2 separate regions of the Macaca mulatta genome follow, and region 2 is linked to region 1. A link is a contact called in public Hi-C data. All regions are on one chromosome and are shown on one strand. The core of a region is the stretch at or near the end of the contact, and the rest is flanking DNA. Distances in the headings are between cores, read along the strand shown. Region 1 has its middle 590 kb from the start of NTRK3. Region 2 holds the start of NTRK3 (neurotrophic receptor tyrosine kinase 3).

Region 1 (2,699 bases), core at 58-2,557:
GGATTTGCACTACCATCCTGTGAGGTGGGCATGCTGATGGCTTTGGAGCAGACAGACCTGGAATTGCATCCCTGTTCCAATTACAAGGACTTCCTGCAGGAGTGATTGGGCCAGTTACCACCCTGGTAACTGGGTGTCAGTTTTGTCCTCTTTTAAATGGGGTAATATGATCTATCCTGCAAAGTTGTTTTGAGGGTTAAAGATAATGTGTGAAAAGCACCAAGCAGTGAGAGCTTGTCTTGTAGAAAGCATGTGCAAAATGGACACTCCTGTCAACATCTTTACTTTTAAAAGACTGCTTGAAAGAATTTTCGGTCTGGATGTGAGTGGGTGGCATGAAACTTAAAGGGTCAAAGATGACTCTAGAATTCCAAGTGTCAGAGCTTGAGAAAATGCTGTTCCCAGTGGCAGAAAGAAGGAAATTGGTTTTGAAGGAAATATGATAGACTTGGTTTGATTTTGAGGTGATGGCTGGGTATTCAAGCAGAAAAGCTTGACAGCCCATTGGAAGCATAAAGCCAGACCTCTGTAAGACACCAAAATTCTAGAGGAAAATTGAGCAATTTATCAAGTGTTTAAATATCTTGCCCACACAATGACAAACATCCAGATTTTTGGAACCCATTTGACATGGATTTAAATGTCAACATTTTTATCTCAATACTTGGTTGGGTTTTGGTGCCGAAAAAGACCTCTTGTTTTTCCAGATTTGAACCCATTAATTTTGCCAAGATCCACATGGCCCAAATTGCCATCTATTTCTTTGCCCTTTGACAGGAGACTAGAAAAGGGTTAAACAAGTTTATTTATCTTTTAGCTCTCGGCTCTCTGATTCTTTATTATTCACACCTCAACAAATCTTATTTCGTTACATTTTTGGAATCACAATGTAATTTTGGTGATTAACTTTAAATTGGGGATAATACCCTGACAGGCATTAACATAATGTCAAAACATTTTCTCACAATTATTTCTTAACCTTCGTCAAATCACTCTCCCCCTGTGGACCTTTATTAATATAATATGGACAACACCAGAACTCAAAGATGTAGAAAGGAAAAGTGATGACCGGGAACACTTATCGGAAATGATCAAGGCTAGTAAAAGACAGTGAAGCAGAGCCTTGTATTCTCACATTTCCCTGTCTCGGAGCAGAAGTGAAGTGAGTGCTGGAAGTGGCTCCTGGGATGTTTGGGTTAGAATGTGGCTGGTAGGAGTTTTGTTCCCATTGTCACATCTGTTACCATTACCCAAATGGAGCATGCATTCTGGTGAAAAACGAAAACAGCTTGGAAGGCCAAAAATAGTAGCTCAGCTCCACATGGAGAGACTTAGGAACCAGACAGCGCCTGCTAGAAGCAGAAGTAGAAATAATACCGTATAAAGTGAGAGAGTCTGAAGAGTTTTCAAAACATTTTCACTCATATTATCTACTTTGAGAATCCCAGCCACTTTGTGAAAGTAGACAAGGTCAATGTGGATCAGCCTCATTTTATGAAAATGTAGACATTTTCAGCAACTTGCTTCAAATGATACAGTGAATGTGAAGCATCATAGTAGCTTTGCTTTGGAGTCAGGGAGAAATGAGTTCAAATATAGCCTGGTTCCACCATTTACTAGCTCTATGGACTGGGAAAGTAGCTTAATTTCCCAGAGTTTTGGTTTCCTCATTCATAACTTGAAGATAATAGTAGGACCTTTCTCATAGAGTGAAATTTACATAGAAAATTCTCAATAATTGGCCGGGTGCGGTGGCTTAAGCCTGTAATCCCAGCACTTTGGGAGGCTGAGACGGGCGAATCACGAGGTCAGGAGATCTAGACCATCCTGGCTAACACGGTGAAACCCCGTCTCTACTAAAAAATACAAACAACTAGCCGGGCGAGGTGGCGGGCACCTGTAGTCCCAGCTGCTCAGGAGGCTGAGGCAGGAGAATGGCGTAAACCCAGGAGGCGGAGCTTGCAGTGAGCTGAGATCCGGCCACTGCACCCCAGCCTGGGCGACAGAGCGAGATTCTGTCTCAAAAAAAAAAAAAAAAAAACGAAAGAAAATTCTCAATAATTGGTAGTTATTATAACTGCCCAAGGGGTTTACCTTGCCCAATGCCTAGACAGAGGCAATTCATCAAGACAGGGGAATTGCGATAGAGAAAGAATAATTCATGCAGAGCCAGCTGTGCAGGAGACCGGAGTTTTATTATCACTCAAATCAGTCTCTCTGAGCATTCGGGGAACAGAGTTTTTAAGGATAACTTGGTGGGTTGGGGGACACCAGTGAGCCAGTAGTGCTGATTGGTCAGAGATGAAATCATAGGGAATCGCAGCTGTCTTCTTGTGCTGAATCAGTTCCTGGGTGGGGGCCAGAAGATCAGGTGAGTCAGTTTACCCATCTGAGTGGTGCCAGCTGATCCATCAAGTGCACAGCCTGCAAAATATCTCAACTATTGATCTTAGGAGCAGTTTAGGTGAGGGTCAAAATCTTGTAGCCTCCAGCTGATTGACTGCTAAACCATAATTTCTAATCTTGTGGCTAATGTTAGTCCTACAAAGACAATCTAGTCCCTAGGCAAGAAGGATATCTGCTTTGGGAAAGCACTGTTACCGTCTTTGTTTAAAGTATAAGTTTCTCTGAAAAGTTAATTCACCCCATGCCTGGGAATGAACAAGGGCAGCTTGGAGGTTAAAAGCAAGATGGAGTCA
Region 2 (2,699 bases), core at 118-2,617, 590 kb before region 1:
AGCGGGCACGGGGGGCACCTAGCGTGCCATGTCCCGCAGTCCCCTCCCAGCCGAGACCAGCGCCCCAGACTCTTAAGATTAAGGAAATGAGTGTCATTCAGACCAAGGACTGCGCGTCTGCGGTCCCGGTCCCTGGCTCTGCGTGCTTCTCTGGGGTGTCTGTGCGCTCCGGCCCCCCCGTCGCAGTCCGTGAGCCTGCGCCCCCCACCCAGGCTTGGGAGCGCCCTCCACCCAGGCTTGGGAGCACTCCCCGATCACCTCCGCCACGTTCATCTCACTTCCTACCGCGGTCCGGATTGCAGCAAAACCGGGCAGCGCGAGGGCCAAAAAGTGGAAAGGAGAGCGCCTTTCCGTGTCGCGCAGCCAGCTCGCCAACTCTCCCTCCCCAGCCCCGACCCTCGCAATCTCAACTGCAACTTTTTCCCTTCGGTCTCGGTTTCCCCCGGGCTGCGGCTAGCCGGCGCCGCGCTGCGAGGCGTGGAGCGGGCGGGCGGGCTGCCGCGCGGCTGCGGGTGGCGGTGCTGGCTAGAGCCGCGAGCCGGCGAGTGGGTGGGTGGGTGGGTGGGGAGGAGGGAGAGGACGAGCGGGGAGAGAGACTGGTGTGGGGAGGGGAGGGAGGGGGAGATTCCGCTCTCCTGCCGCTCCCAGCCCGGGCGGGGGGCGGGGGGAGGAGGCCACGAAGAGGGAGGGGAGGAGGGAGGGAGAAAGGGAGGGAGGGAGCCGAGGAAGACGCTCCGATAACCCGTGCGTTTCGTAAGGCTCGGAGCACTTGTACATTTCTGCAGCCGCGCGGCGAGCCATTCACGGCGGCTGCTGCAGCTCCTACTGCATCTTCCTTCTCCTCCTTTCCTCGGGCTCCTGGTGTGTGTATGTGTGAGTGTGTGTGAGTGTGTGTGTTTTGCAGGTGTGTGGTGTGTCCGTTTTAATTCTGCCCAGTAGGTGGGACTTGGTGACTTTAGCACCATTTTTTCCTTTTCCTTTTTTTTTTTTTTGCCTCCCCACCGTCTGTTGCAACCCTGCAAAGTCTCGGAGTCGGAGAGCGCGCCTAGCTTCCAGAGTCCCCGGACCCGGCGAGTCAGCGATCGCCGAGCCGGCCACCATGCCCGGCAGACCGCGCCACTAGGCGCTCCTCGCGGCTCCCACCCGGCGGCGGCGGCGGCGGCGGCGGCGGCGGCGGCGGCGGCGGCCGCGATGGTTTCAGACGCTGAAGGATTTTGCATCTGATCGCTCGGCGTTTCAAAGGCAGAAGCCCCCCCTCCCCCTTCCCCCCTCCCTCGCCGTCTTTGTTTCCTTCCCCCCCCCGATCTCCCCACTCCCCCCACCCCACCCCCCTCTCCTCTCCTCCTCCTCTTTTTTAGAAGCAGCGATCGGAGATGGATGTCTCTCTTTGCCCAGCCAAGTGTAGTTTCTGGCGGATTTTCTTGCTGGGAAGCGTCTGGCTGGACTATGTGGGCTCGGTGCTGGCTTGCCCTGCAAATTGTGTCTGCAGCAAGACTGAGATCAATTGCCGGCGGCCGGACGATGGGAACCTCTTCCCCCTCCTGGAAGGGCAGGATTCAGGGAACAGCAATGGGAACGCCAGCATCAACATCACGGACATCTCAAGGAATATCACTTCCATGTAAGTCAGGCGGCCGCTCCCCATCCTGCCACCCCCGCGCTCCACGTCTCCCTCTTGCCCGCCCGCGGCCGGGAGCCGGCCCTCCACCCGCCCCAGCTCGCCGCTGCCCGCCACCCGCTGGGCGCGCGTCAGGCTCGCTGTAGCTCGGGAGATGCTCTCGGGCTGCGCATTCCAGGTGACTCCGGCCCTGATGAGGCGCGATCCGGCGATGCGTGTGTGTGCCTCTCCCGGGAGAGGACCCCGGCCGCCGAGGGCACGCGGGGCCCAGCTCCCACCCGCCCCCCCACCAGCTGCTTTCTCGTTTCGAGGTTGCAAATTGGTTTTTTTTGCCCCCCACTAAATAGCAACAGTTTGGCCACGCTCAAGTGAAATAAAGTAGACGTGGTTCGATTCTCTGGCAGAGGCGGCAGCAGCGGCGGCGGCGGCGGCGGCGCTTAGCCGGCAGGGAAGGTGACAGATAGGGACTGCTCGCGATCCAGCCGAGGTGTTTAACTATTTCCATTTGGAAACAGCAAAACATGCTGACAAGTAAACAAGTTGGGAGCTGGCTGCTCGCGGGGAGACTTTGGACGTGTGGAGGCCGTCATGGACGCCTACCTCTTCCCTTCCCCTCCTGCAGCCCGCCCTCTCCAGCCCCATTTTGGGCATTTCCGAGACACCCCCTTTGCCACCCTCATCTGCATCTGGGCGCCTACAGATCCTTTCTCAGTTTGGGCTTTGATAACTGCTCCGGATAATTCCGAGTCAGGATGGCGCAGGGAGAGGAGAGGGCGTGTGTTTTGGGGAGGGGGGTTTCTTGTATGGTTGTGCGGATCGGTTCATTTGAAACATTCAACTCTGGCTGGCTTTTGCTTGGTTCTGCCCCGTCCGAGGGAGACCAGTGGTGGCCTGCTCTTTTCTCCTTGTTATTTTTCTTTGGTGGGGATGGGAGCAGAAGCAAAGGAGAGGACAGATCGAGGGTTGGGGACTGGAGAGTCTGCTCTTTTCTTTCGTTGACCTCGGCCAGGTGACCCCCTCCTAATCTATCACCCTGGAGAAGGATGTGGACCTTACTGGAATTGCTCAGAGGATAATTCTC

What was found. A called contact is a pair of places that touch in the nucleus more often than the background predicts.
Region 2: a Hi-C map of fetal cortical plate shows a contact between it and region 1, with 2.3 times the contacts expected there. The contact joins the promoter of NTRK3 here to the enhancer-like site in region 1. A contact is called at or near these places in 2 of 14 Hi-C or Micro-C datasets (fetal cortical plate and liver).

What each region holds. Positions count from the first base shown.
Region 1 is chr7:77,481,794-77,484,492 of T2T-MMU8v2.0, reverse strand. No RefSeq gene overlaps it. Among named protein-coding and RNA genes, the nearest start is that of NTRK3, 590 kb to the left of the region's middle. Within about 2 kb of position 1,307, at least 3 of the 40 cell types and tissues checked have an H3K27ac peak or open chromatin away from gene starts, as enhancers often do. A contact at or near this core is called in fetal cortical plate, where this site is marked.
Region 2 is chr7:78,073,979-78,076,677 of T2T-MMU8v2.0, reverse strand. NTRK3 (neurotrophic receptor tyrosine kinase 3) reads left to right here and starts at 1,367. Exons shown (of 17, transcript NM_001265637.1): 1 at 1,367-1,621. The coding sequence starts at 1,374.